5 separate regions of the Mus musculus genome follow, and all the other regions are linked to region 4. A link is a contact called in public HiChIP or PLAC-seq and promoter capture Hi-C data. All regions are on one chromosome and are shown on one strand. The core of a region is the stretch at or near the end of the contact, and the rest is flanking DNA. Distances in the headings are between cores, read along the strand shown. Region 1 holds the start of Lzts1 (leucine zipper, putative tumor suppressor 1). Region 2 holds the start of Crtc1 (CREB regulated transcription coactivator 1). Region 3 holds the start of Il12rb1 (interleukin 12 receptor, beta 1). Region 4 holds the start of Gmip (Gem-interacting protein). Region 5 holds the start of Upf1 (UPF1 regulator of nonsense transcripts homolog (yeast)).

What was found. Promoter capture Hi-C pulls out the DNA fragments that hold promoters and counts their contacts. HiChIP or PLAC-seq counts read pairs in DNA pulled down with a chosen protein or histone mark. Capture Hi-C pulls out chosen DNA fragments and counts their contacts.
Region 1: a contact with region 4 is called in a promoter capture Hi-C map of pancreatic islet. The contact joins the promoter of Lzts1 here to the promoter of Gmip in region 4. A contact is called at or near these places in 5 of 39 promoter capture datasets (cranial neural crest, embryonic stem cells, hippocampal neurons and 2 more), 1 of 484 Hi-C or Micro-C datasets (embryonic stem cells) and 2 of 9 other capture datasets (adipose tissue and pancreatic islet).
Region 2: a contact with region 4 is called in an HNF4G HiChIP or PLAC-seq map of pancreatic cancer cells. The contact joins the promoter of Crtc1 here to the promoter of Gmip in region 4. A contact is called at or near these places in 1 of 115 datasets of contacts at active chromatin or transcription factors (pancreatic cancer cells) and 1 of 9 other capture datasets (liver).
Region 3: a promoter capture Hi-C map of pre-B cells shows a contact between it and region 4, with 2.6 times the contacts expected there. The contact joins the promoter of Il12rb1 here to the promoter of Gmip in region 4. A contact is called at or near these places in 2 of 39 promoter capture datasets (liver and pre-B cells), 1 of 115 datasets of contacts at active chromatin or transcription factors (microglia) and 2 of 9 other capture datasets (liver and pancreatic islet).
Region 5: a contact with region 4 is called in a promoter capture Hi-C map of pre-B cells, with 3 times the contacts expected there. The contact joins the promoter of Upf1 here to the promoter of Gmip in region 4. A contact is called at or near these places in 4 of 39 promoter capture datasets (embryonic stem cells, hematopoietic stem and progenitor cells, neutrophils and 1 more), 3 of 115 datasets of contacts at active chromatin or transcription factors (the 230-238 cell line, large pre-B cells and pro-B cells) and 1 of 9 other capture datasets (liver).

What each region holds. Positions count from the first base shown.
Region 1 is chr8:69,181,648-69,186,077 of GRCm38.p6, forward strand. Lzts1 (leucine zipper, putative tumor suppressor 1) reads right to left here and starts at 2,551. Exons shown (of 4, transcript NM_001370971.1): 1 at 2,327-2,551.
Region 2 is chr8:70,437,125-70,441,517 of GRCm38.p6, forward strand. It overlaps Crtc1 (CREB regulated transcription coactivator 1), which reads right to left and starts at 2,449. Exons shown (of 14, transcript NM_001004062.2): 1 at 2,309-2,449. The coding sequence starts at 2,434.
Region 3 is chr8:70,805,214-70,809,941 of GRCm38.p6, forward strand. Il12rb1 (interleukin 12 receptor, beta 1) reads left to right here and starts at 3,236. Exons shown (of 16, transcript NM_008353.2): 1 at 3,236-3,405; 2 at 4,618-4,677. The coding sequence starts at 3,339.
Region 4 is chr8:69,806,404-69,810,730 of GRCm38.p6, forward strand. Gmip (Gem-interacting protein) reads left to right here and starts at 2,284. Exons shown (of 21, transcript NM_198101.1): 1 at 2,284-2,417; 2 at 3,371-3,455; 3 at 4,227-4,314. The coding sequence starts at 2,399. It overlaps Atp13a1 (ATPase type 13A1), which reads left to right. Exons shown (of 26, transcript NM_133224.2): 23 at 358-500; 24 at 594-705; 25 at 789-932; 26 at 1,016-1,346. The coding sequence ends at 1,126.
Region 5 is chr8:70,350,472-70,354,981 of GRCm38.p6, forward strand. It overlaps Upf1 (UPF1 regulator of nonsense transcripts homolog (yeast)), which reads right to left and starts at 2,808. Exons shown (of 24, transcript NM_030680.3): 1 at 2,307-2,808. The coding sequence starts at 2,522.

The sequences.
Region 1 (4,430 bases), core at 1,301-3,800, 620 kb before region 4:
TACTATTCATAAATGAACTGGACTGAAGTTGCTAAAAATAGATTATTTGCCATGACCTTATTTGGTATATTTCTTATTGTTGGGTTGTTTGTTATTGTTTTCTGCATTTGAGATTGTCTCAGGTAGCACAGGCTGATCCTGAACTTCCTATGTGGTCAAGACTGGCTTTGAATTTCTGATCCTCCTATCTCCACCACTTGGGCAAGGTTTGGTTATAATACTGTGCCACCATATGAAGGTTTATGTAGTGTTAGGGTCTCAAACACAGAACCCCTGAATTTCAAGGAAGCACTCGTTCAAGGAAACTAACCCCAGACTATGATATTCATTCCTGCTTCATTGTGGGTCCCAAAGCCTTGCGTTTTGTAGCATCCAATGAAAAGCTGTGGGGTGACTGTTAAACACGCCCAAAGGCATAAGAATACATTTTCAGGAACAGAGATCTACTTCTTCACCCATACATGCAGACATCTCGCTTCTTAACCCTGCATGGCAACTGAGCACTCTTCACACTCTCAGAGAACTGGCACACCCAGAGCACTCCCCAACAGCATACTTCTCCTACCTCAGCTCCTGCAACCATCAGAGGTAGATAGCCACACAAGGAAATCTCCTTCAGTCTCAAGAGTGCACAGACTGAATGGCTAAAGCAGGTTTGCCTTGCAGAGGGCGCCAAGACATAGGCTAGAAATAGGAAAGACAATCATCCTGAGCAAAAGCAAATGTCTGGTCCTTCCATGAACCCTCCAGGAAGGATGCTCTCATTCCCCCCCCCCCGCCATCTCCCCCTCCCCCCACACACAGACAGTTCTTCTCAACTCTAGCAGATGAGTGCTCTATACTCCCATCTCCACAGCTAAGACATGAAGTTTTGGATTTCATTAATGATGGACTTGGCTCTCATTGGTTATGGGATCTCAGGGAACACCCTTGCATTTTGGTGCCTCTGTTTCTTCACTGGCAGACACAGAGTAAATCACATCTCATACTAATGTGGTAGTTACGGTGTGAGGATAAAGGAGACAACAAATGAGATAACATCTATGATGCACTGAAAATGGTCAGAAGAAAGAGCTAGGTAAATACAAGGTGTGGGCCATTGCCTGATTAGGGTGCATTCTCTGCCCACAGACTCCTGCCCACATTCTGCTCTGTGCCAACCTTGAAGACTCTTACCCCTGTAAACTCTAACTTGGATATTCATGTGCATACACCTTTCAAACACCTCCATTTTCCTTCTGTCTGCCTGCAGAAAATTGTTTCTGAACTTGAAGGAAGCTCAGGTTACAAATCCTCAAAATCCCTTACCAGCAGCCCCCCCCCCCCCCCCGTCAGGATCTGGGTTCTGGGAGAAGTGCATGCGGGCAGCTCATCTCTCTGTGATGGGCTGAGACTAGATTGTGTTTCCAGGGAGGAGAGACCCTCTGGTGGAGAAGTCTCGATGACAGCTACCCAGAACCCAGAGCCTGCTCCTCAGCAATCCAAGGAGCATGCAGAAAACCTGAGGGCAGAAGGCATGGTTCTTGGATCCCTAAACATCTCTAGTGCTTGGGAAATTGAGGACTGACAACCCGTGGGTGAGCAGAATGCTCACATGTGCCACAGTTTAATCCCTTCCACTTGGAGCAGGGAAGGGAAACATCACCTGGTCCGTGGTGTTTGGGTTTCTATTGCTGAGTGAAGCCAGGGCAGATGAGAAGCAAAAACAGAGGGGATCTGATTCCCTGTGGTGAATGAGAAAAAGGAGTGAACTGAGGTGTGTCAGTGTGTGTCTATGTGTCTGTCTACCTGTGTATTCGTCCAAGCTCATTCCTATTCCTTCCAGACACATGTACCTCCAAAGTTCCAGCCAGCAAGGTAAAGTTCACTAGCCAGTCGCCAGCAGCTGGATCCTCTGTCTGGGGCCCCAGTCTCTGTGGCCTCACTTCCTCACCTCTCATTTCTTCATCTCTACATTCATGTCACCTAATGCACGTCTCCAAGATGAAATTCAGGTTTACGAGAATCCCCGGTCTGACAGACAAAGACATAAGGATTGACTGATGCACACCATTTCCTTCCGGCTGGGGTCAGATTAGAAATACAATCAGTGACAGGGAAGAAGACTCCCCCACACCTACCACTGCCCTTCACCCCGATAGTTACATGTAGAAACAAAGACACCTAGACAGACGCGGACACAGACAGACAAAGACCGACAGACGAGCGGACTCACTCCCGGGAGTGGTATGCTGTAGAAAGCGAAGTCTTCCCTGTGTCTGGGCCGTCCGCAGAGCTGTAGACCCTGCACGAAGGAGGAACAGGACCCTGGGTACCCGTACCTTACCTGTCTGTCCTCCTCCGCCTTGGGGATAGCTGCAAATGGCTGCAGATTTTGATTTTTCGGTGTATTTTGTGCAGTGCCCCTTTCTCTTTTTCTGGAGGGCTCCTAGAGCCGGCGGATCCCGCGTCGCTCAAGTCACACTCCCAGGAGCAGCAGAAAGACAGAGAAACTTTCGGACTGTGAGCTTGTCGGAGCCTCCCAGAGCCCGCCAGCTCGTCCGGGCGCTCTGGCCCTTGCGCTGGGTCCCTGGCCGCCGGCGGGGCGGGGTGGGGCGGGGCACGAGTGGGGCGGGGCCAGAGTCAACGACATTCATTGGCCCGCACTGCCTGCACCCTGTCCTGCTCTCTCCCCGGCCTTTGTTCCAGACTGACAGCTGGGGTTGCTCCGACCTCCTGGCTCCTCTGTGCCCAAAGCCCGCGCCGGTCAGGCTCGCAGTTTCTTAGCTCTCGTTTCATCACACTCGGGGGTTCCTGTCTGTTCAGCCTTTCTCTATCTTTCCTCATCTTCCACTGTCTCCTCGTTCTTGCTTTCTCTGTCTGCATTCTATTCGCCTTTGCATTTTCTTTACCCATTTTCTGCATTCCCTTCTTCTTTGCTACCTCTGCCTCTTACCGGTGATTTCTCCAGCCCAACTCCCAGCCACAACCCCAGCAAAAGGTTGAGTTTCTTGGTTTAAGGACCAAACTAACGGTCTAGAGGGGTTATGAGGGTATTGCTTCACCTTGCTGCGATTATAGACCAGAGAGCCCAGAGCCTCCTGACTTCAGTCCTCAAAAAGATCCAATTAAATTTTGACACTTCAGAAGCCTGAGTGATGCTAGCCAGTAATCCCAGGGACTTGAGAGAGGCTGAAACAGGAGAATTAAAAATTCAAGTCCTGCCTGGAGCACCGAAGTGTAACCTTGTTTCAAAATATAAAGTAGAAATATATAGGCAGGGCGGGCTGGATAATTAGCTCAGAGATAAAGGTTGTGGCCTTAATTTCGATCCCCAGCAGTAAAAGCATCAGCCATCCACCCACTTTTCACCACCTATCTGAGGGTACACTGAGGGTAAGATAGTGAAAAGCAGGCCAGTCTGAAGGCAGAGGCGCTGTCCAGAAATTGCCAGCTTTGCCCTGAAAGGGGCAGGTTAAGGGAAGGAGAGTAGGGATCACTAATAGCATGACTGAATCAGAGTCTTTCTGACACTCTCCTGCCCCAAACCTCTGCTGCTCCCTCCTGCTTTTGACCCTAGATTAATTTAAAGCTTTATTTAATTATGTAATTCTAGCTTCCTGAACACTAAAGAGGGAAAATAAATAGCCAGCCAGCCTGTAATCCCAGCACCTGGGAGACCTGGGAGACTGAGACAGGAGAGTTTATGCCAGACGTCTCTCTATCTATACGTTCCCCAGTTCCAGTTCCGAGTTCCATCCTTACTCCCACCTCTAACCACCACAGGCAGAATGATGCCTCTTTTGATGGAAGCCTTTTCTTCTTTCTGTGCCCCACTCATTGACTTGGTATAAGCATGTCTTCTCAGAGGTGTCTCAGGAATTTTGGTGAATAGGGAGGATACAGAACAATTGTTCTGGCTCTTGAAGGTAACAGTGGACTCCAAAGAGAGACTAAGGACGGTGGATTACAGATCTTTGTCAACTCAACTTTGTCCTTGGTCAAACTCAATTTTGTCACGATTGTGATATTCCAGAGAACTGGACAAAGGAGCCTATAGCTTTCTGGTTCTGGCCCTACCTTTGCTATTACAAAGTCATATCCTAGGCTAGACCTCAGTTTCCTGTTCTGCAAAGTGGGTATTACATATGGCACTTTTTTCCTTTTTTGAGACATATTCTCAGTAAGTAGTCAAGGCTGGCCTTGAGCTCACGACTTTTCTTTGGAGAGCTAGGATTACAATTGTGACTCATCATGACTAAGACACTTTTACTGTAGCACTGACATCTCTTTCAAATACACCGTGGGTAGAGAGCTGGGCATGCATACTAACCTATTGTGGCCCAGTTAGGTAGAAAGTGGGCAGTATTTGGGTGTGAGGTTGGAACTGGATGTACCATGGGACAATAGAAACAACCCATGGACAGGATACTTCAGAGGTAAAGGGAGGT
Region 2 (4,393 bases), core at 1,199-3,698, 630 kb after region 4:
TAGCAGGCCCCCACTTTTTTTTAATTGCCTTGCTTTACAGCCTAAGCTAGCTTTAAAGACCTCAAACTCACAGTGATCCTACTGCCTCAACCTTCAGACTGCCGAGAGACAAGCATGTGCTACCATATTATATATATTTTGAACTCAAGCTATTCATGGGACACTGTACATACAGAAACCAGAGGACAAGTTTCAGGGGTCAGTTCTCTCCTACCAAATGGGTCCCAAAGACTGAACTCAGGTCCTTGGGTTTGGCAGAAAGCACCTTTATCCAGCGTTTATCATCTACCTTTATCACCAACCTGCCTCGTTCTTAATAAGAAATGGGGCATGGGCAAATGCTACATGGATGGTTTGAGCATGGAGACCAACTCCACTAAGACAGAGAGGGCTGTGATCCCAGAACAGCCGTAAGCATAGGGAGGGGATGTGGCTAGGCTGCCTGAGGGGCCAATCTCCTCTAGGGCAATGAAACAGTTCTGGAAGAGGGTGGTATAGGTTATATGATTCAAAGAAGCTGGTGAGCGCCACTGGTCACACACACAGACCTTCCTTCTCAACTACATTCCAATCAGGCTGTTCCATCCTTGCAGAACCTCTAAGGGCTCAGGAAGTGCAGGCAGGAGCATCCAAAGGCATCCTCAGCTCCTCAGTGAGATCAAGGCTCATCTGTGCTACACGAGGCCTTGCCTCAGTCACCTCCTCCACATCATTCACTCTCAATCCCAGGAAGAAACCAGATGTCCATCAAAACGTCAACTATGAAACTCTTTGTTCTGGTTACACTGCAAACATTTGACACCAACTGTATGCAGACACCTACTATGTGCTAGAAACAAGAAGCAAACTCAACTGCCCTGTAAGTAACACAGGGATGGTAACACTTTTTGTTTGTTTTGGTTTGGCTTTTGGAGACAGGATTTCTCTGTGTAGCTCCTGCTGCCCTGGAACTCACTCTGTAGACCAGGCTGGCCTTGGACTCAGAGATCATCCTGCCTCTGCCTCCCGAGTGCTGGGATTAGTTGTGCACCACCATCTCCACCCGGCAGATGATACACTGTTTATTTGTTCATTCATTGCCCTTTCTCAATGCCTTTCTCAATACACTGAGGGAGAACATGCCCCCCTTCACCCCCCTCCCCCGCCCCGAGGGCTTTGGGGACAGAGTCTGATTGAAAGTGAGAAAACCACCACATTCAATCACTCACTTTCGCCTACGATGCCACAATCTTGGAGAAACAAGCAACTGACTATAAGATTACCTGACCCAAAGGTGCCCACTGATGAATCCAAGCCTCATGTAAGTACCCCTGGCAGGTCACATGGGACTCAGAACCCAGGTCTGAGGGTGTGCAGAACATGCCACACACCAGCATCACCTCCTTCACCCTTGAGGAAAGTCTGATGACACACACTTGACATGGAAGGATAAGGCTCCGCATCCACTCCACTTGGCCAAGAACCTAGCAAGGCCAGCTATGCCTGTCAAATGGCCCAGCCACCCAGTCTGTTGGCAGCTGTTCCCTGTCATGCATGGGAACCAAGCAGCCACCTCTATGCTGACTCCAAACATGGAGGAGGGATATCCTCAGCTATCCAGGAGGGATAACATCTCCTTCACGGCAGAAGTAGGAGTACCAAGGAAGGCACAGGTGACAATGATACAGTATCACCTCCTCCTCAGGTGCCAATGGAGTGACAACTGTGCCCTCAAATAACGATGAAAGGACCCCTTTCCTTTAGGTAACAATGAAGGGTGACAACCGTCCACTCAGGTAGCATTAATGGAGACCTGTCCACTCAAGTAGCATAAAGGGTGACAACTATCCCCTCAAGGTAGCAACAATGGGGCCACTTATCCACACAGATAACACTAAGGGAACAACTCTCCCTGAAGGTAGCAAAGATGGTGGCACCTATCCCACCAGGTAGCAATGAAGGGTGACACCTGCCCCACCAGGTAGCAATGAAGGGTGACACCTGCCCCCTCAGGTAGCAATGATGGAGTCGTAGGTCCTACGAGGTAGCAATGATGCAGTCCCTGTACCATCAGGTAGCAATCAGGGGGGTGACACGTGTCCATTCTGATAGCTATGATGATGGCACATGTCCCCTCAGACAACAATAATAGATGACACCAGTCCACTCAGGTAGCTGCGATGGGACCACCTGTCAAGTCCAAAGAGCAATCTCGCGAGCAGCCGCTCAGCGCTGTGGCGGCGTGGGGACACCTGCGGCGGCCGCAGCCCCGCCCCCGCGTCTCTTCCTCCTCCCCTCCCTCCTCCCCTCCCCTCCCCCGCGCTCTCACCCGCGCGGCCCGCGTCAGGCTCAGGTCCTTCATGACCTCCTCGAAGGCCGCCGTCTCCTCCGCCTGCTTCTGGTTGTGCAGTGCGATCTTCTCGCTAAATTTCCGCGGATTGTTCGAAGTCGCCATCTTCTCGCCGCCTCCTCCTACTCCTACTCCTCCTCCACCTCCTGGCCCCCCCCACTCTCGGGAGCCACCGCGCAGGCGCCGGCCGGGCCCACGGCCGGAGAGAACGCGCAGGCGCAAGCACGGCCCAGAGCGTGGCGCCGGCGCGCGGGAGAGGCGTGTGGCGTTGGGGTGAACACGCCTGCGCGTGCCTGGGCAACGCGTCGGGAGCCTGGGAGGGGCGTGCCTACGCAGGCGCACTGCAGTGCGCGTGGTTCGCTGGACAGCGGTCCGGGTCCTGTCCCATCAGCGAGGGACTTGAGTGGCAGAGGACACGGCAGAACTGATGCCTGCATTCACTGGACTCCAGCATTCGCTGAGGACTTGTTGGCGCGCCTGCTGTATTCCAGGGCACAGGCATGAACAGAGTGGGCCCTGGGCTACACAGCCGGGGAAGGGAGCAGACTTCCTACCAGGAATTGAGCAGGGGTCCCAAAGTACAGTTCCTGGGCAGAGCCTGACTTGGCACACAGAAGCCGGGGTTCGGTCCCCAGCAATACACACACACACACACACACACACACACACACACACACACACACACACCACACTTATAATAAAGTTTCAAATGGGAGAAATGTGCTGCGCCTTCTAAGAAAAAAGACAGTACTGGCCATGATGGTACGACCAGCTGGAGCCAAGGGGATGGGGAATTCAAGCCACCCTTACCTGTAGAGTGAGTTCAAACCAGCCTGTGACACAGGACACGGAGAAAAAAAGACAAATGGGGGGGGGCTCTCTGGAAAGATGGAAAGATTGCTCAGAGACTAAGGGCACCTGCTGTCCTCGAGAAAGACCTGACTTTGTGATCCCATGGAATAGCTCATATGCCCTTGCAACTAAGGTTCTAGAAATCCAACGCCCTCTTCTGGCCTTGGCAAGAAGTTAAATATACACATAGCATGTGCACACACACACACACACACACACACACACACACACAGAGATACATAGATAAATGTTTTAAATTTAAAAATATTGCCAGGCAGTGGTGGCACACACCTTTAATCCCAGTATTCAGGAGGCAGAGGCAGGCAGACTTCTGAGTTCCAGGCCAGCCTAGTCTACAGAGTGAGTTCCAGGACAGCCAGGACTACAGAGAAACCCTGTCTTGAAAAAAAAGAAAGAAAGAAAAATTAGAGAGCTAAGGTCAGGCATAGTGGCACGTGCCTTTAATCCCAGCAGAGGCAGGCAGTTCTCTTTGAGTTCAAGGCCAGCCTGGTCTACAAAGCGATTACCCAGTCAGGGCTACACAGAGAAACCCTGCCTCAGAAAAAAAAAAAAGAAAAGAAAAGCAAGCAATAAATAAATAAAAACAAATAGAGCTAGAGAGAAGGCTCCGTTATGCTAGCATTTGCTGTACAGGCACACACATTAAAGTTTGGCGTGGCCATTGAGTGCTGCAGATAGGGGACTGGCCAATCACTCTACTGAAAGGGGAGCCTCACGTTCCATTCAGTGGGATGCTCTGCTTCACATGAAGAAGTAGAAGGGATCAGAAAAAGGCACACATGTCTGTGGCACACATGCACACACACACACATGCTGTGCTGAAGGAGACTGTATGAAACCCAGACCACACAGAGGAAAACAGAGCCTCAAGGTGGTAAGACTTTGAACTGTGTGAAGCTGGAGACACAGGCCTTTCCGCTACTGGGGCCATTGTGTCCTTCCAAATTTACTTAGGTCCATCTTTCCTACCTGGCAATGCCTGAGACCACCATCTCTGCCAGGAAGAGGGGAGATGGGACACACTTCTGTCTACCAGCTAGTTCTCACTATTGTCCTGAGAGGTCAAAGGCACAGACAAAGCCTACAGCTGCCTGGAAGGGGGACCCCTGGCTATAATTGGGCTCTGACTGTGATCCTGGCTGTCTCCCATGGCTTTAGAAGGCTTTAGTGAAATTAATGTGCATTGATAAA
Region 3 (4,728 bases), core at 1,986-4,485, 1.0 Mb after region 4:
ACTCCATCTTTAAGAAAAAGTTGGATTTTAAAAGTATTTTATTGCCGGGCGGTGGTGGCGCACGCCTTTAATCCCAGCACTTGGGAGGCAGAGGCAGGCGGATTTCTGAGTTCAAGGGCAGCCTGGTCTACAGAGTGAGCTCCAGGACAGCCAGGGCTACACAGAGAAACCCTGTCTTGAAAATCAATCAATCAATCAATCAATCAATCAATCAATCAATCAATTAATCAGCTGTGTGGAGCTGGCCATGCTGGCATTTACCCTTCATCCCAGAATGAGAAGAGGTGGCAGAGATCTCCTTAGGTCATCCTTGGCTACATAGAGAATAGTAAGCAAGCCTGAGCTACATGAGATTGTCTCAAAACAAATAAGGGGTTTTAGTACATTCGTCACCACCACTTAACCCTAAGATACACACCCCAAAGAGCCCCATCCTTACCAGCAGGCTCTCTTGTGCCCCATCTCCAGCCTGACACACTCTTCTCTCCTTGACCATTTCACATCTTTTCAAACTCCACCCACCTTGTTGGGTTGTCAGGTGTGCTTTCCTAAAAAGGCTGAGTAGGAGTTCCCACTGGCTTACCCACCGGTGGCCATTGGCCACTTCGTTTTGTAGCTACCCTGGGGTAGATGCAATGATAGTTGCAGAACATGGAATGTCTTTTTTGGAATATGTTTTGCGTCTTGGATGTTTACCTGCGAGTGGACTTCCCAGGGCCATATGGTATCTGTGTGTTTTCAAGGTAGAGGAAGTGCCAGTTGGTTTCCCAAAGCGCCTGCCGGCCAAACAGATGTCAAAAAAGTGAGTAATTCTGTGGGGCAGGCAGGCTGGAGTCTGGCTGAAAACCCATGTGCAAAAAACTCAAACTGCATGCAGCCTTTGCTCTCGTGTGCTGGCTGGGGCCTGACAGCTCCAAGAACCAGAGCTCCTGACCTCTTATGAGCAATTCTCCTGCCGTGGTCAGGCAGCAGGATCAAGGTCCACCTGAGGTACATCAGACCCTGTGTTAACAACCCAAATATAAAGACATAAATGCCTTTGAACAGTATAGCTGATTTTCTAAATGTTTTTATGGGAGTTGGTCAGCAGTTAGAGCATCGGCAGGTCCCAGTGCCCCCATGGCAGCTCACAATCCTCTGTTCCAGTGGATCTAGCACCTCTTCTGGCAGCCACCATGCACACGTGTAGTGCACAGACATACATGCAGGCAGCCACCACACACATTAAATAAGAATAAAATCTTTTAAATTGTTCTTATTGATAACTGGTGCCCGTATGCTTGTTAATGAACAAAGTTTGTTCCTTGAAAACTCCTATTCAGTCTTCAACACCCTCTCTGAATGCTGTTTCAGGGCTTCAGAGTCTCTTGGGCACAGAAAGGGAAGGTCACTCCCTTGACTGGGCCACCAGCAGCAGAAGCCGAGACCATAGGGACATTCAGTGGTTTCTTCTGCTATGGTTTCCGGGGCCCTTGTGACCTATTCCTTCCTGCTCCCCGCCCCCATGTGTGTAATGTTCCTGAAAGTGGGGCACTCTGGGCACTTAGCTATCTATACTGAGCTTTCAAAGGAGCCTGTGGGTGGGGGAGGAAGACACGTGTGAGTGCCCCACAATGTGACCTCAATAAGGGGAAACTCAGCACCCCAGTGTGCTTGGGATCTCCTCCCCACCTCACACACCCTCCATGGCTCCCTAGGTCCTTCCTAGCTAGGCAGGCCCCCCAGCCTGGCACTTGAAGAAGCTTGAGGCCATGGTCTTGCTGCCACCAAGCACCGACTATAGCTGCCTGGCTGCCATTCACCCAGCCCGGCCTCCTTCACATGCAGCTTGTTGGGGGAAACAGAGACAGATACATGTATTTGTGTGAAGGCAATGGTGGCAGAATGTGGACAGCTCCCAAAGAACCAAGTTTGGCCCCCGTGATGCTGAATCACTCCATCTCTTTGCCTCCAACTGGGGCCCCTGGACTCAGTTTCTTTATCTGTGATGTGGAGTCAGCCATAGCAGTCTTTCTGAGAGCAGGCCATTTTAAGACAATGGTGGGGGCAGGGTGCAGGTCAAACTCATGCTATACTCTTCCACGACCTAGAATGTTCTGAATGGCCTAGAACTCACAGCAGTACCCCTGCCTCAGCCTTCCAGGTAAGTGCTTGGATGGCAGGTTTGTGTTACTGCACCTGGCTTTCCCTGTGTGTCTATTCCATCTCCCTGACTCCATCCCTCCCCCAGCCCCTGGTCCCTCCCTGTGAGCACCAGGGAGCCAGTCTGTGTGGGTCACACGGGTGGAGTGTGCCAGGGCAGAGACACAGCCTCATTGTCCCAGAGCTGCTGACCTCATAGCCTTCAGGACACTTGACCCTGGGCCAGGCTGAGCCAGCTGTCCTGAGAACATAGCCCCTGCTCCAAGCTGCCCTCCCCCCAAAAGAGCACCATGAACTCATCTGTATAGGCCTCAGTTTCCCCTTATGCCCAACCCACAAAAGATTATCATCTGTGTGAGCCCTGGAACTTTTAATTTGAGACAGGGTTTCTCTGTGTAGCCCTGGCTGTCCTGGAATTCACTCTGTAGACCAGGTTGGCTTCAAACTCAAGAGATCTGTCTGCCTCTGCCTCCTGAGTGCTGAGATTAAAGGTGTGGACCATCACCACCGTGCTTTGATAACATCTTTTTTTTTCTCTCCTCCCCTGATGACATGTTTAAAGAACGGTCATACCACTTAATTTTTTCTTTCTCTCTCTTTCTTTCTTCCCTTCTTTCTTCCTTTTGTCTATATAGTACAGGCTGCCCACAAAAATCATGGCCATCCCTTATCTCAACCTCCCTGTACTAGAAAATGGACTTTAAAATGCAACCTGCAGGTGGGGGCTCAGTTTCTAGAGCATCTATCTGCACAGCATGCAGGAAGCTCTGGGCTCCATCCCCAGTCCCCGTTGGATCAGGAGAGGTGTGATACACACCTGTCATCTCAGCACTAGGGATGTGAGGGCAGGAGTTCAAGGCCAGCCTCAGCCACAGAGTAAATTTAAGTTCATCCTGAGCTACAGGAAACCCTGTCCCCACCCCCCACCCACCCCCCAAAAAAAACCCTCCAAGAGATTTCTAGGCTTACTCACCCCAAGGTGGGTTTGTAGTGCAGAGGGGCCCCCACCTTTGGGCTGACTTCCTGGCTTTTGCTTTCACTTTGACTGGCCTGGAGACAATGAGTTTTTCTTTCTTTTCTTCTCCCCCTCTTCACTTTCTTTCTCTCTCAGTGTCAGTGTGTTTCTGAGCGTGGACAAGGCGGCTGGGCCCCTTCAGCCCTGCAGAAGTTCCTGGGGCCTCACGACTCGGCTCCTCATGGACATGATGGGGCTGGCAGGGACCAGCAAACACATCACCTTCCTCCTGCTTTGCCAGCTAGGCGGTGAGTCCCCACCAATCCTTGCACCACTCTCCTGGGTAGGGAGGGGTCCCTGGCAGCCTACAGGCTCCATGGCCTGGTGGTTTCTGAGGCCGTCTTCCTCTTTGTCCTTGTGGCCTTGGATCTAACTTAAGTCCGGGTTTGAGTTTCCCCTCTCAGAGGAGTCTGACCCATTCCAATCTCCCATCTTCTTAAACAAGAAAAGCTCAAGGGATGGCAGACACATGGAAGATTGCATGTTCTGCACACAGCTTGCCATAGACTCTCATACATGGGATATGCACAGGCCGTGCCTATCAGGACAACGCCTGGACCAGGCTGAGAAGGGCCGGGGCCCCGTGGATCCACCTCAGTCATGGCTGCTGTGTGACTCTGGGCAAATTCTATGCCTCTCTATGCCTCTCTATTCCTCTGTAGGCCAGGCATCTGTAGCTTGTTGGCTCCAGGGATAGCAGTCAGGATTGCCCCAGCAAAAGAGCTGCAGGCCTTTGGAGGATACCATGTGCTACTCATAGCAAGAGGCAAGGGCCCCTCCTACAGAGGGCTACCATCCTAGAACCTGAGGCGGCAGAGAGGGAAGCATGACTTCAGGCTGCAGGGCTGGGGTCACCAGGGGAGGGAAGAAGACCCTCACCTTAGAATCCAAAAGGCCAATTTCACCGGACAATCTTGACATGCTTCCAGTTAGGCTGGCGTCCTTGCCTGGTGTGTCTACACTCTGTGTCTACATAGGCTTCTAGGGAGACCCTGGTGCTGGAACACCTCAGTGGAATCCCCACAGGACATCACCATCCCCCGGGGACTGTTATTGCCCCTGACTACCAGGATCGTGCACTTGTGGGGCTGTTACCCTCCTCAGCAGCTTGCTTTTCTAGGGCAAATGTGCTGCCCCACCCCCCTTCCTGTGTGTGCCCTTGGCAGTCACAGAGGGACCCATGGGCCACCTGGGGGAGGGATGACGGCTGAGAGAGGACGGACTGATGGACAATGGGTGGGTAGACAGGTTGGGTGAGAATGAGCGTTTGAGTGGGTGGGTGGATTTTTGGGGTGTGGGGTGGGTGAATTGGGTGGGTTGGTAGGGGTGTGGGCGAGGGATGTGTGGGTCTGCAGGCTGCTGTGCTGATAGCAAACAGACACAGACGGACTCGGGGGTGGGCAAGCTGATGTTCGCTCCTGTGCTCTCCCAGGCTCACAGGACTCACGCTTGTCTTTCAGCCTCAGGCCCAGGTGATGGCTGCTGCGTTGAGAAGACATCGTTCCCAGAGGGAGCCTCAGGTCCGACACAGGTCCTCCCAGGCTGAGAGCCACACCACACTCTGCCTCATG
Region 4 (4,327 bases), core at 1,034-3,533:
ATGTGGGCCCCACCATCTAAGCTTTTACATGTCTGGGCATGAGGTCAGAGCCTTAGGTCACTTTCTAAAGCCCTACCATAACGTGTCCCTTGAGTCTTCTAGGGACATTTCAGATCCCACCCTAATAAGGAAGCATCAGGCTCAATAGAGCAGGCCCACCTCCAGGCCCAAGGCTCTGATTGCATTTGTGGGAATAGAGAGTAAATCTGTCTCCTGACAGCCCTCCATTGCTACCATAGCATACAGACTATTTTGGACATAGGTAGCCCCTGGGTCTGGACCAAACAAGATGCCTGAGGCAGGAGTATCCCCTCACTGTTGAGAGTATGCTGGCTGACTGTCAGTCCTGCCCCACAGCCTCTCAAGACTCTTTCCCGAGAGCGGCCCCTACCCAACATCTTCAACCTGTACACCATCCTTACGGTGATGCTGCAATTCTCTGTCCACTTCCTGAGCCTGGTCTACCTGTACCGTGAGGCCCAGGCACGCAGCCCTGAGAAGTAAGTGGGGTTCCAGGAAGAGGAGGAGGCAGCGGGAAGCTACAGTGGGTGCCTGAGCAGGAGAGGGGTACTGACACCCACGTACCCCTGCAGGCAGGAGCAGTTTGTAGACCTGTACAAGGAGTTTGAGCCGAGCCTGGTCAACAGCACTGTGTACATCATGGCCATGGCCATGCAGATGGCCACCTTCGCCATCAACTACAAGGTGAGGCCCTGTGCCTGTCCACTTCCACCTGGCCTGACCTGCTCAACCCGCCCTCCCCAAGCAGCTGTATCTTTTCATTGCAGGGCCCACCCTTCATGGAGAGCCTGCCTGAGAACAAGCCCCTGGTGTGGAGTCTGGCAGTGTCACTGCTGGCCATCATTGGCTTGCTCCTTGGTTCCTCACCTGACTTCAACAGCCAGTTTGGCCTTGTGGACATCCCTGTAGAGGTGAGTGGTTCTGAGCAGTGGCCCTGGCCCAGCCTGGCCCAGCTCAGCCACAGACCCAGCTCAGCCTGCTTCCTTCTTGACAGTTCAAGCTGGTCATCGGCCAGGTCCTGGCCCTGGACTTCTGCCTGGCACTCCTGGCTGACCGTGTCCTACAGTTCTTTTTGGGGACTCCGAAGCTGAGAGTGCCTTCCTGAGAAGATGGTGCTGGTATCCACTGCCTACCCTGGCTGCCACTGAACAGGAAAACCGCCGCTGCCCCAGGAGGGAGCACTGCTCCCATCTCCACAGTGAGGCAGCCCTGCCTTGCTCTTGGAAGACTGAGTTGGGACCCTTGTGGGCATCCGCTGGCCGGGCTAGTAGAAGAGTCCTGGCTAGCACCTTTGGTAAATAAATCGGCGTCTGCAATTTTATAAAGCTTGCTGCCACTTATATCTGTGCCACACAGGGCCCCCTGGGAATTGGAGGGGCCAGGTGGTCACTCAAGGGCCTAGGATTACCACAGGCCCAGAGGAGAGAGACACCCTCTGCGGGCGTTCCTGGACCTAGGACCTCAGGTTTTCTAGTGTCGTGCACATCCTCTCTCTTGTCAGGCGCACTGTCACTGGCCACCGTGGATAGCCTCCTTACATGCATGGAGGTCACAGTGCAAGGTGTTTGTGGCCTTGCCTGCCCTAAAACCACTGACTGCTTTGAAAGGGAGCCGACCACCTCAGGAGCCTCACCCACTTAGACAGTGGTTTGCACTTTTACTTGAAGATTTATTCTCTCTTCATGCTGAACCAGAAAAGAAGACATCAGATCTCATTATAGATGGTTGTGAGTCACCATGTGGTTGTTAGGGATTGAACTCAGGACCTCTGGAAAAACAGACAGTGCTCTTAACTGCTGAGCCATCTCTCCAGCCCTGGTGTGCATCATTAATCTCAGCAGGCAGAGGCAGGGGATCTCTGAGTTGGAGGCTAATCAGTCCCACACACCAAATAAACCAAGCCAGGCCACATAGTGAGACACTTGTCTCCAAAACAACAAAACAAACAAAATAAGCCTGCCCTGGAGATTTGGGGTTTATTGCAGTCCTTCATTGCAGTTCTTCACAGGAGTGCCCTGGATCTAAAAGCCTAGGCGGGGAGTTAAATCTAGTCGCTGGGTGTGGAATGTTCTGGGGCAGACATCCCCGGCTTGCTGGAAGAGTGCTACAGGGACTTAGGGTGCTACAGAAATCTACAGAAGGGACCCCTGGCTCGCTGGGGCTCCTCTACTGGGGTAAACTCTGGAAGCTAGTCAAATGCGATGGCGACTTCCGGGAGGGGCGTGGTCGTCTCGAGGCGTGGCATAGCTGGGGCGGGGCGACACCACTGGGTCGGCAGAGGCAGGAAATCGGGCTGGTCCCGGGCGGCGCGCAGCCCTGTCCCTTTCTCAGCATTGCCGCGCGTTCCCCACCCCACCCCCTGCCCCCGGGCATCGCCATGGACTCAGCGGAGACAGGTACGGGGTGGGGACCGAAGGGGGGGGGCCTCCCACCACCGCTCCTCAGTTCCTAAACCAGAAAACCCAACTTACCCCTGAGCTATCTGACAGCCGGGAAAGGAGTACTGACAGGGGAAGGAACGAGGGGATCCCCGAGCACCTTGGAGACCCCTGAAGCGCACAGTGCTCACGACGCCAGCCTTCAGCCCTCGGATTGCCCGCCAGAGCGGGCACCCCGGATGCCTGGGGGAAGGGGCCCAGGAAGGGGAAGTGGCCGCTTCTGCTTCTGATCGTAGGATGGATGGGGGCAGGGTGTCATGGCCAATATTCCTGCAGGTAGCCCCGAGGCATCAGGCTAGGGGGCGGCGGCAGAATTGTGGCTAGAACTGGGTTATGTTTCCGGCTGTCTTTGTGTATCGAGTGTCATTCAGTCCTGTCCCTCGTGGTTTCAGCGGTACTCGCGTGTGTTTATACCGCAGGCTAAGTGCCTGTGTGTCCCACGTGCTTTTCCATCTGTCTGGCCTGGGGTCCATGTGGCTCCATTGTCAAGCCAGCCCTCTACTCCAGCATTCATATGGCAGCTGCATCTGTTTCCTTCCTTTGCTTATGGGTCCTCCCATGCATGGTGTCCCTGTGGCTGTGAGCAAACGCTTCTCTGAGATTTTACCTGGATCCATCTGTGGAATCAGAAATGACCCCACCGAAGCGCTCTCTCTCTCTCTCTCTCTCTCTCTCTCTCTCTCTCTCTCTCTCTCTCTCTCTCTCTCTCTCTCTCTCTCTCTCTCTCTCTCTCTCTCTCTCTCTCTCTCTGTCCCCCTCCCTCCCCCCTCCTTCTCTCCCCTCTCCGCCCGCCCCCCTTCCCACCTCTGCTTGAGAGTGGTTGTTGAGGTACATTCGGATTGCTTTGCCACTACTAATGGGTGGAGAGAGACACTGGTTGGCTCATGTTTTCTTACACTTCCCTCCCCCAGAGCTAACCCCAGCTCCTGAGGGCAGGAAGAGATACAGTGACATCTTCCAGAGCCTGGACAACCTCGAGATATCATTGGGGAACGTGTGAGTCTGAGCCTGTGTCACCACATTGGGCAGAGCTCCCTAATTATTTGGGTATCATGCTGCCCCACATCCAGACACCCTGACTTCCAACCTCCTGAGCCTAAGACAGGAGCCCCCCCCTCCAAACAACTGGGCCCTCTGGTATTCTAGATACATAGGTATTTGGGGGTCTATCTTAAAGACAGATGATCCTGAGACACACACATGCAACTTCATGATTCCTTTAAAAATGGTAGAAGCAGCTATGAGTGTCAATTCCGTAAGCCCCTAAATTGCCTATGGCCCTTCCAACCCTTTCTCAAGTCTTACTTTTAGGAAAGAACCTCACCTGGGGATGTAGCAGGTGCATAACATTCACAAGGCCCAGGATTTAATCCTGCCTGTGCCACATTAGGGAAGGGGCAGGGGGGTGAGGTTCAATTGATAGGATGCGGCTCCGACATACACAAAGGCCTGGATTCCATCCATAGTACTGCATAAACCAACCAGGGTGTTGCTGCATGAATGTAATTCCAGCACTTAGGAAGCAGAGGCTGAGAATCAAGCCAACACTGAGTTGACGGCCTGCCAGGAGACAAGAGCCTCTGCTTCAAAACAAACTGCAGCCTGGCTCCCCTTACATTCTCAGATCACACCTTCTAAATCCCAGATAACAGCAAAGATTACCTCTTCCTTCTCCCTCAACTGTCCTAGTGCCCCAGGACTTTTCCCCAACAAAGGAGAGTTTGGACAGAAATGGCTTCCTGACACCAGTATCTTTCCCACCCTCAGAACTTTTGATCCCCTGGCTGGAGACCCTGTACGCAGAGAAGACCTGGAGCCTGACAAAGCTGACACAGCCACAGTGGTGACTGAGGAGGTAGGGACAGGAT
Region 5 (4,510 bases), core at 1,558-4,057, 540 kb after region 4:
GCACTCAGGTCATGACAGCAAGTGAGGAGGTAGGCAGAGCCTACAGAGTGTCTGCCCAACAATAACAGGGCCCCGAGTTTGGTCTGCACTTCAAAGTAGTGAGCCACAAACACAACAGACACAGGACAAGTATACTATGCTATCTATCCAGCACAGGAAGGGCCTGGGACATTTATATCCACAGAGGCCACAGGACTATTGGTGGCTGAAGAGAAGCTGAGGGTGCAGGGACTCGGGATGCTAGGATATTACTTGGTATTAATGATGTTGGCCCAAAAGGCCACTGTGCTGCCAGCTTTCCAGGGATAAATGCAAGCTCCATGACCCTGCTTCAATAAAGCTGGGAGAGGACCTCCATTGGCCAACAGGAGGAGCTCAACCTACTGGGTGGGGGGTCCAGCCTCCTTGGACCCCCTGAACAAAGGCTGTGTGACCCATTTACCTCAAAGGACAAATAAGGAAAATCAATGTTTCTTGGTGGCAGAGGGCCCTGGGTATGCAAGGAAGGAGTTTCTCTCCACTTTCCAATTCTGTTCACTTTCTCCCCACAGATGCAGGTCCTCCGAATACAGGATTGAAGGCGCTCCCTCCCTTCCTTGTGATGAGAGGCCACAGGTGGGTGGCAGCTCATGGCTCAATCTATGATTTCAACTGGCGGAGCAGGGCACACCCATGTGAGCACACGCACAGCCTGAGTCTGCTCTGCACATTAGCTAGAGCTAAAAGACCTTGAGATGAAGCAGGCCACTTCCACTCGTCTCCCCAACTGCGCCATCACAGCCCTTCTCCAGGTCCATGAGGCCCAAAGGAAACAAGGAAGGTCTACCCAGTGGGGAGACTAACAGGAGGACTAGCTTGCAGGGCCACCTCACTCCTCCAGGCAATCTGCCCTCTCCCCACCTCCTTACACTAAAGGTAAACAGCTAGAAACAACAAGCTGGCACACCTGATCCGCATCGCAACAGGAGCTGAGTCAGCCCTCTCCTTCTATTCGGGCTGAAAATGAGCCCAAGTGGGTGGTCTACCCACAGGCATGACTCAACCAGCCAGCTTGAAGGCCCTCCCAGAATGCGGTCTGAGATCACTGCTGAAGACTGGTGGTGGCTCCCTAGCCCTAAGTACAGATGGACTACAAGAACACCTGTGGCTCTAGCCTGCAGCTCCCCCCCCTCCCCGAGAGAATACAGGAAAACAAAGCCAAGAGGTGCCTGACACCAAGCCAGCCATAGAGAGGGAGAGCATTTGATGGGGAGGCAGAGGGGGCCTGGCCCTGGCCCAACCTGAAATGCCTACATCGGCAGCCTATCATTCAAAACAAAAGCCCCTCCCCAAGGCACAGTCACCCATGTGGTACCCATTGTGGGTAAGGAACAAAATTCAAACCCAACTTTTCCAAGCAGAGCCTAGGAGTTACATAACACCGGTTTCAGCAACAGGCAACCCAGAAGGAAAAACAAACCGGCAGTCACCTCTCCATCCACAAAGTGGGCTATTTCCACTTGAGGCGACAAAACCCTGGCTCTGCTCCAGGGAACCCCTAACCCAAACTTGAACTTGAACCCTGGCTGGAGGGGGTGGTGGATGAAGTGGCAAAAGGGTGAGATGGGGTGGTTGGACTAGCCAAACAGGTGACCCTGGAGGGCAATGTGGGTCCGTCCAGAGGATAGCAACTGTGGACAGGTCACCTTAGACATACCTAGGAGGGGAGTGAGGGAAGCTCTGGCTTAAGCCTTGAGCCGAGCAGATCCTGCGCTACAGGAGGGACACTAATGCAGGTCACTGCCCAGCCTAGCAGGGTGGAGGAAAAAAGGACAGGTGGCAAGTAGCTGGGACAAGAGGCTGGGAATCAGAGAAGATGGTAGGTAGCTGGGTGGGCCAGAGCAGCAAGGACTAGGGCAGGTAGCAGGAACCTGAGTCAGGTGGCAATGACTGTGGCAGGTAGACCTGGAAGAGGTAGTTGGAATAGGGTGGAAGCAGAGATCTGGGAAAAGGGCAAGTAACGGGAACCAGATCTGGTAATAAGGTACCAGAGACCTAGGGCAGGTGGCGGGTACCTGGGCAGTTTAAACAAGAATCCAGGGTGGGTAACTGGAGCTGGCCAATAGGGACTTAATGTTTAAGGAGCCAGAGCAGGAAGCAGTTACCCAGGCTTGTTAACTGGACCTGAAGCCGGTAGCTCGGACCAGCGCCGTCTAACTGGGACCTGGCTCAGGTTCACAGGGGCCCAAGGCTGGTTAACTGGGATCTAGCGCCGCAGCTCCCGCGCCCGCCCGGCTTCCGGCGCCGCCATGCGCCGCTCAACTCACTTGTGCGTCGAGCTGGCCGGCCGCGCCGCCTGCGCCCGCTCCGCCCGGGCCTCCCGCGCCGCCGGGGCCGCCGGGGGGCGTCTGCGTCTGGCTGGGAAGGGTGAAGTCGGTGAATTCGAACTCGGAGCCCTGGGTGTCGGCGCCGAGCAGCTCGGCCTCCTCAGTGTCCAAGAAGGTGAGTGTTTGCGAGCTGGGGCCGTACGCCTCCACACTCATCCTGCCGCCCGGGCCGCGCCTTCAGCGGGCGCCTCACCGCACTCGAGCCCGAGGCTTCGGCTAGGCCTAGGCCGTAATCCGGAGTAGCCGCTGCCGCCGCCCTGAGAGCCGGGCGGGCTCCGAGTCGGCCTCCGAAAGCAGAGCCGGGCCGCCGGTTCTGAGCTCTGAGTTGCCGCCGCCGCCGCCGCCGCCGCCGCCGCCGCCGCCGCCGCCGCGCCCCTCCGTAACGCTGCTCGCCTCAAAGCCGACCGCCGCTCTCAGACCCCTGGACAGGAACCGCCGTCGCCGCCACCGCTGCGGTGCGCGTGCGCGAGCCGGACGCCGGCACAGATGCGCGTGCGCGAGTCCGACGCCGGCGCAGGCGCGCGCGTTCCTCCCGGAAAGTAGCCAACCGCACCGGAGCACTGGGAGCTAAGCGGGAGGGCGGAACTCGCCGTGCGCCTGCGCGAAGAGGCGGGCCTTCAACCGCCTAAAGGACCTGGGCTCGCGAACTTGGCCCCGCCCCAACTGCTGCCTAGCGGTGCGCATGCGCGCATGCGACGTCCTCACCTCCGGGCTTCAGGGCTGGATGTTCGTTAGGTGCTGATTGAGGCTCTCTCCAGAAGGTTTTGGGTGTGGAGCCTGTGGCACGGGGACCACGCACCTGCACTCCTTGAACCTTAGTTACCCCGTCTGTCACTTGGCTCGTGGCCATTCTCAGTATTCATCGATTGAATAAATGAGTAGGGAGCGGGGACTCTGCCAAATGGTAGTCACTGCTACCCCGAGCACTCCTGAAGCCTGTGAAGATAAATGCTTCTTTTGTCTTGCGATCAAGTCGCACTGGTCCGAGCTAGCCTGGGAATCGCTGAGAAGGGGTCAGGTCCCCTAGAACTAGTTATGAATGGATGTGAGCTCCTCTTGTAAGCGCTGGGTGCACAACTCTGAGCCATTTCTCCGGCCTGTTTTGGTTTTGATTGAGGGTCTCACACTGTAACCATGGTTGGTTTGGAATTCGGGGGAATCCTCCTGCCTCAAAGTGCCTGGTGGTGGGGTGACAGGTGTACATGCAATGTTGACCACGGAACTAAGGGCTCTTGTGTGCTAGGCAGAAGCTACCAACTGATGAGCATCCACAGCCAGCTGCGAGACTTAGAGAAACACTCCTCCCTGGGTTTCCTTCCCACTCTTCAGTGGAGGAAGTGTAAGTGTTGCAGCTCTGAAGGGAAAGGCATTCCCCCCACAGAAGTGTATCTGCTCTGCTTGGGCAGGGGGAGGGGTGGAGGTGGTTCCCCAAAGTGTTTCAGCTGTGCTCCAAAAGATCCTGGCAATTGGGAGCCAAGAAATAGAACAAAGTCACAGCACACAACAAACCTAACACGAGATTTATTGCGAGGGAAAAACCCAGGAGGGTGGCTGCCTCTGCTTGGGTGGATCTCCCAGTAAGGACACTCCTTAAAATCCAAGCACTCAGGAGTCGAAGGCAGGGAGATCTCTGTAACTCTGAGGCCAGCCTTGTCTACAGAGCGAAGTTCAGGACACCCAACATTACATCATCTCAAAACACACAAAAACAGATGCTGAGTGTAGAGGCGCAGTCTCCCAGGACTCTGGAGATGGAGACAGAGCAAGGATTCAAGGTCATCCTAAGTTGTATAGCAAGTTTGAGGCCAGCCTGAGGTATATTAGAACTTGGCTAAAAAACACAATGAAACAAACAAAAACAGATAAGTAAATGTTCCATCAGGCCAAGGATTAGTTAGCCCAGTTCGCTGCAACCTTCCATAGAGGGACAGTAGTGCCTGTAGCCACTGCTCAATAAAAGGTTCTCTGTTGCTTTGTTGTTTTTCAATTCTTAGTACATTTATTTAGTTGTGTGTGGGCACACTTGTACATGCACAGCACATGTGTGGGATCACAAGACAACCTACAGGTATTGGTTCTCTCCTAATAATGGAACTCGGATTTGGTGACAAGCCCCTTTACCCACTGAGCCATCTCATCAACCT